Regions from separate parts of the Oryctolagus cuniculus genome. Here region 2 is linked to region 1. The links are chromatin contacts, called in public Micro-C maps. All regions are on one chromosome and are shown on one strand. The core of a region is the stretch at or near the end of the contact, and the rest is flanking DNA. Distances in the headings are between cores, read along the strand shown. Region 1 overlaps RAB30 (RAB30, member RAS oncogene family). Region 2 holds the start of PCF11 (PCF11 cleavage and polyadenylation factor subunit).

Region 1 (2,841 bases), core at 131-2,630:
ACAATACAGAAGGAGCCTAGGTCCTTGAACTGTTAAAAGCAGCCTTGCATCACCAGGAACAACCATGTTGAACCCCTAGATGAACAAAAAATAAACTTTGTGTTAAGCTACTGAAATCTGGGGGCTTTTCAGGCAATTACTTGCCCTAATACCTCCTGATTCCAGGTAGTCCTGATGCCAGCTGGTTCTTTTCATGTTCATGTAAAATTCCTTGGTATCCTTCCTACAAATTCCTTCTTCACCCAAGTTACATTTGAGTTTCTTGCATTTATAACTTAAAGAGCTCTGACAACCACAGCCAGGAAGAATGAATATCAATCACATTAAGCAATGAAAATATGGGAGTAAGCAACATTCTCCAAGTGTTAGGGAACACCTAAAAATTTCTCAGAACAGAGCAATAATTTCAACAAACTGATGACAATATACAAAAGAATCTTTTTAGTTTCCAATAGCTTCTAGCTTTAAACTTATAAACCACTTACAGTAAGATACTCTCTTCTCCATTTTCATTTCATTCCCAGAAATGTGTATGAAGCTGCCATAGCCATGCCTTAGGCTGACTAACTACTAAGATATCTTCAGGAGTTCTCAACCATCCAGAATTCTAGAAAGTAAGACAAGGCTCATTTAGCACACATAGCCATCTCTGCTGACCTATCACTTATTAGGAAATGCATCAACATGTAGCTCCAGGAATTCAATTAATTATTCTGGAGTAAATAATGCTGGGTATGAGTAGACAAGTCTGACCAGAGTTTTCAGAGATAAATAGTCAAGAATCACCAAAGCTTCTGGTAGCAATTACAAGGCTATAAATGAGAAGGTTACAAAAATAAACAGGAGGATGACGCCACAAATGCCTCTTCGGGTAATGATCACGTTTGCCAGGAACTGGGGCCAGTGATGATAGAACAGGCATCCTGCTCAGTTTCCAGAACTGTTTCTCATGGAGCCAAATTTGGTCTATTAACAACAAGCACTGACATTCCACAGGCTTGTAATAAATCCGTGTTTTGCCCTGTACATTGAGTTATTTGACTCTCAGAACAACAGTATGAAGATGAAGTTGTCATCAGTCCTGCAACTACAGCTAAGAAAACAGGCTCAGACAGGTCAGGATTTGTGACTTGAGCCAAGACTTGAGCTCCAATCTACTGACTTCAGATCCTCTATCCATTTCACAGTAGCCCAAATTATGAAACAGCAGGGCAGAGAAACAGACTGACTGGAGGGGATTTTCCCCACTTTCATTGTTCATCAACTTATGTTGGAAGTTAGTTCAGGTCAAAGGCATGTGTGAGAACTTTCTGGGGGGTTAAAGGGCTTGGGATAGATGCCTGGCCTGCTTCCAAGGCCAGCTGGGAAAACAGTTCCTGAGAAGACACCATGCCTATAAGGGACCTTGGGAGCAAGAGGGAGGAGTCTGAGGCAGAGAATTAGTCATGCTAAGACTGCCAGAATCTCACAGTAGGCCTCTGAGAATGAGATGTCAAGGTCTCTCAGGGGCATAAAGACAGAATCTGTAGCACTAGAGTTATCCCTTGCTGGGGAGGGAGAGGGGATGAACTACATAAACCTAGCTGGTTTCAGTCCTCAGTCAGCAAATCTCCAAGATGATTTCTTTTTTGTTTTAAAGATTTGTTTATTTATATCAAAGGGAGAAACAGAGAGAGACAGATCTTCCATCCACTGGTTCACTCCCTAGATGGTCACAACAGCCTGGACAGGACCAGGCCAAAGTCAGGAGCCAGGAGCCAGAGCCTCCTCCAGGTCCCCCACATGGATGGCAGGGGCCCAAGGGCGTGGGCCATCTTCTGCTATCTTCCCAGGTGCATTAGCAGGGAGCTAAATTGGAAGTGGAGCAAGCCAGTACTTGAACCAGCACCCATATGGGATGCCAGCACTGCAGGAAGTGATTTAATCTGCTGTGCTACACTCCCAGATGATTGCCATGAGCTTTTTTTTTTTTTTTTTTTTTTGACAGGCAGAGAGGACAGTGAGAGAGAAAGAAACAGAGAGAAAGGTCTTCCTTTTTCTGTTGGTTCACCCCCACAATGGCCGCTGCGGCTGGCGTACTGCGCTGATCTGAAGCCAGGAGCCAGGTGCTTCTCCTGGTCTCCCATGTGGGTGCAGGGCCCAAGTGCTTGGGCCATCCTCCACTGCCTTCCCGGGCCACAGCAGAGAGCTGGACTGGAAGAGGAGCAACCAGGACAGAATCCAGCACCCCAACCAGTACTAGAACCTGGGATGCCGGTGCTGCAGGCGGAGGATTAGCCTATTGAGCCGCAGCACTGGCCCTCCATGAGCTACTTCTAAGAGACAGATTGCCAAGATCAACACTTCCACACTACCTAAGAGAAAAAAATATTAGTGTTTTGGTAAAAGCCATTTATCCCTGGGAACTGGTGTTCCTACCATCGTTACTTTCCTGGCTCCGCAGACAAAAGGGAAGCTCCTACTTTGGTACAGTTCCTCCAGAAGGATCCTGAAGGAGTATGTGGTAGAAGTGGCAAAAACCTTGATTTCAACAAACCTGGCCTTGAACAACTAGAACAACTTCTTCGTCTCTTATTATCTATGACCTTAAGTAGGTCATAACTGCTTTGAGTCTCTGAAGTTTCTATATATGTAAAGCAAGGATAAGGCCATCCACCTTATGAACTATGGAGAGGACAAAACAAAATTATGAATACAACAGGCATAACACAGTATCCGAGACAGTAGCTGCTCAGTAGATATTAGATCCTAACTTTTCCTCCTCAATCCATACTTTAATTCTTTAGTATTAGAATTCTAATATTTAGTAATCCACCAGTCCTCAGTGATCTTGAGAGATTT
Region 2 (2,853 bases), core at 149-2,648, 87 kb after region 1:
ACTTTCTATGGGGTAAATAGAGTTGCTTTTTTCAAGAGCTATTTCTTGATTTCTTTGAAAGGCAGAGTTATCAAAGAGACAAAGAGATCTTCGCTGTTTCACTCCCCAAAGGGCCACAAAGCTTGGGGCTGTGCCAGGAGCCAGAAGCCTCTTCTGGGTCTCCCACGTGGGTAGCAGGAGCCCAAGGATTTTGCTTTTCCCAGGTGCATTAGCAGGGAGCTGGAGCACTAAGTGGGACCGCAGGGCCTCGAGCCTGTGCCCTCCGGTAAGGGATGCTGGCATCACAGGAGGCTTAACCTGCTGTGCCACAACGCCGGCCCCTCAAGCCATTTCCTTTGGGGGTACATGAAATTACCTCTGGAGCGCCTGCTGGCCACAGTAAAGCACATTTTAGGTAACTAGTACTTTTTAAAGCCTTTATTTACGCTATCCCTACACAACGAATTCGACAGAAGTACCTGAAAAATTTTTTTTTTTTTTGTATTTTAAGAGCATCCTTTCCCCGCCACGAAGCCTAGGCAAAGCAGCTTACAAAGTATACACATTGACGTGTTTTCCCTCCATGTGCCCCGAAGCTGTTCTGAAGTGCGGGCGATTCAGAGGGGAGCGCTTATGCTCGGGGCTGGGTGTGGCTGCTGCGAGAAACCCTTTCTGGGGATGAGCGGGCTCCCTAAAGAGCTGCTTCAAGCCCCCGGGGAAAAGCCCTTCGCACAGAACCTCTGCACAAGCGCGTTTTCTTAAGGACTCATCTCTCGCAAGTCAGCCTAGGTGCCCGTCTGCGTGGGAAGCGGCGCGCTGGAGCCGACTTTCTAGCGACCCGTCCCGCGGTGCCGGGTACACGCCGCACCTCCCTCCCCGTCTTCGTTCCCGGAGGCACAGCCAGCCTCGGTAGCGGGACCCGCCCAGGCTCTCGGGAGCACCTGAGATCTGGGAGAGGAGGGAAGGGCAGGCTCCGAGCGCCTCCGCTCCCAAAGCCCCCACCCACGGTCGCGGCCGTCAGCCGGGCGGGAGGGAGGATGATTGACGGAGCCGCTCAGTGGCTGGGGGACTGCAGAGGGAGGGACAAAAAGGGGACGATTGAGCTTCCGCCTTAAACTGGTTGGGTTGGGCCTCGGGGACAGCTTTCCCCAGGCCTATTGGCTTCCCAGAAGAGGTTGTTATGGAAACAAATGACCGAACAGTCCTTTATGAATCAGCCAATGAGAAGGGCCGTCTTTTCCACCGCACCTCTGAACCGTAGGTGTTGCGAAAGCCCGGGTTGGGGCCCGAGAAGAAGGAGGTGCCAGGACGTCCTGCGGAAGGGCCGAGGGCGGGGCTTGTGACGTTCCCCGACGAGCCAATCACGCAAGGTTTTTTCAACGGCCCCGCCCTTCTACCGCACATTTCCCCTCCCCTAGCTCATTTCGCACGACGCAGCGGTTGGGAACACAGACATTTTCGGAGCTGGAGCTGCCGCTGCCGCCGCCATTTTGTGTCTGGAGAAAGAAGCTTCTTTGGCGGCTGGAAGTGGACGCAGATCACCCGTGAGACGGCGGCGTTTCATTCCCGAGGTTCCCCCTGTGTCGTCCCCCAACCCCCCTCCGCGGTCAGCATGTGGTGAAGCCGGAGCCGCGAGAGACCCGGGGAGAGGAAGAGGAGTCGGAAGGGAGGCGGGGTGTCGAGTGCGGCTTCAGCTTCAGCTGCGGCGGACCTCGGAGGGGGGCCCGGCGCAATGTCAGAGCAGACGCCGGCCGAGGCCGGTGCTGCAGGGGCCCGGGAGGACGCCTGTCGGGATTATCAGTCATCGCTCGAAGACCTGACCTTCAATAGCAAACCGCACATCAATATGCTGACCATTCTAGCCGAGGAGAACCTGCCCTTCGCCAAGGAGATCGTCTCTCTCATCGAGGCCCAAACCGCCAAGGTTTTTATACACCCCGCAGCCTCCTATTCTTCTAATACTCCCTGATTTTAGTGTCAGCCTCATCCCAGGTCTCGCTTCCATCCGAAGGGGGACGGTGTTCCTCCTCTCCAACCCCCCCACCCCCCTTTCCAACTCAGGCTCGGTCTTTGGCCCGGGTTTCGAGCGTGGGCCTCTTGCGGGGAGGGAGCGGGGAGGATAAAGGGTGGAGCCCCACTTCCGCTCACCAACTCCCTATTTAGGCCACCGCATTGTATATCCGGACACACACACGCTTGACTAGAGCCCTTTGGGGTGGGGGAAGACTTAAAGGCAGTTTCTGGTTTGGGGGAAGAGTTAAAACAAGCCATTTTTTAAGTCCCTGGGAAGGTGGGGGAGTGGTTCTCGCATTTCTCCCCCCACCCCATACCCTTTTGGGTGATTGTGTTCTGTGGGTTGGAAGGAGGTGAAGGGGGACCTGGGAGCGAGCTGTTGAAGGGTGGGAAGAGGGAATTGGCCCCGAGTGGAGCAGCCGCCTGTTAGGAGCCCAACATGGCGCCTGAAAAGCACATGATGCGAAAGGGAAGAGAGAAGAATCCATTCCCTGCCAGCCAGGCAGCTGCTCACACCCGTCAGCCCCATTTTGGGGTGGGGGCGGCTAGATAAAACTTTATGCTCCTATTGGAGGGTGTAGTTTGCCCCAAAATACGGGAAACTGGGTTGAGGGTGGGGTTTGGGTGGGGGAGGAGATCTTATCCAACCTGTAGGTGGAGAACTGGCCCAGTGGGTAACAAGTACTTGCAGTTTCTCAGAAAAGTTCAGCCCCTCCTCCTCTTCCTTTTCTACTTCTCTCCCTTCCCTGATAGTGAAGGCGTGCTTTTCTTCACCCCTTGTCGAAGTGGTCCTCTGCCACCTTATATTTCCCTGTAGTCCTCCTCTTCTGTGGATTAATGTGGGAGCGATATGTCATTTAA

What was found. Hi-C and Micro-C count contacts between places; a contact is called where the count stands out from the background.
Region 2: a Micro-C map of ear pinna shows a contact between it and region 1, with 5 times the contacts expected there. The contact joins the promoter of PCF11 here to the enhancer-like site in region 1. A contact is called at or near these places in 2 of 6 Hi-C or Micro-C datasets (ear pinna and skin fibroblasts).

Annotation. Positions count from the first base shown.
Region 1 is chr1:74,073,326-74,076,166 of mOryCun1.1, forward strand. The region is part of intron 1 of RAB30 (RAB30, member RAS oncogene family); the gene reads right to left. Among named protein-coding and RNA genes, the nearest start is that of RAB30, 64 kb to the right of the region's middle. Within about 2 kb of position 1,381, at least 3 of the 8 cell types and tissues checked have an H3K27ac peak or open chromatin away from gene starts, as enhancers often do. A contact at or near this core is called in ear pinna, where this site is marked.
Region 2 is chr1:74,159,843-74,162,695 of mOryCun1.1, forward strand. PCF11 (PCF11 cleavage and polyadenylation factor subunit) reads left to right here and starts at 1,399. Exons shown (of 16, transcript XM_008263303.4): 1 at 1,399-1,903. The coding sequence starts at 1,712.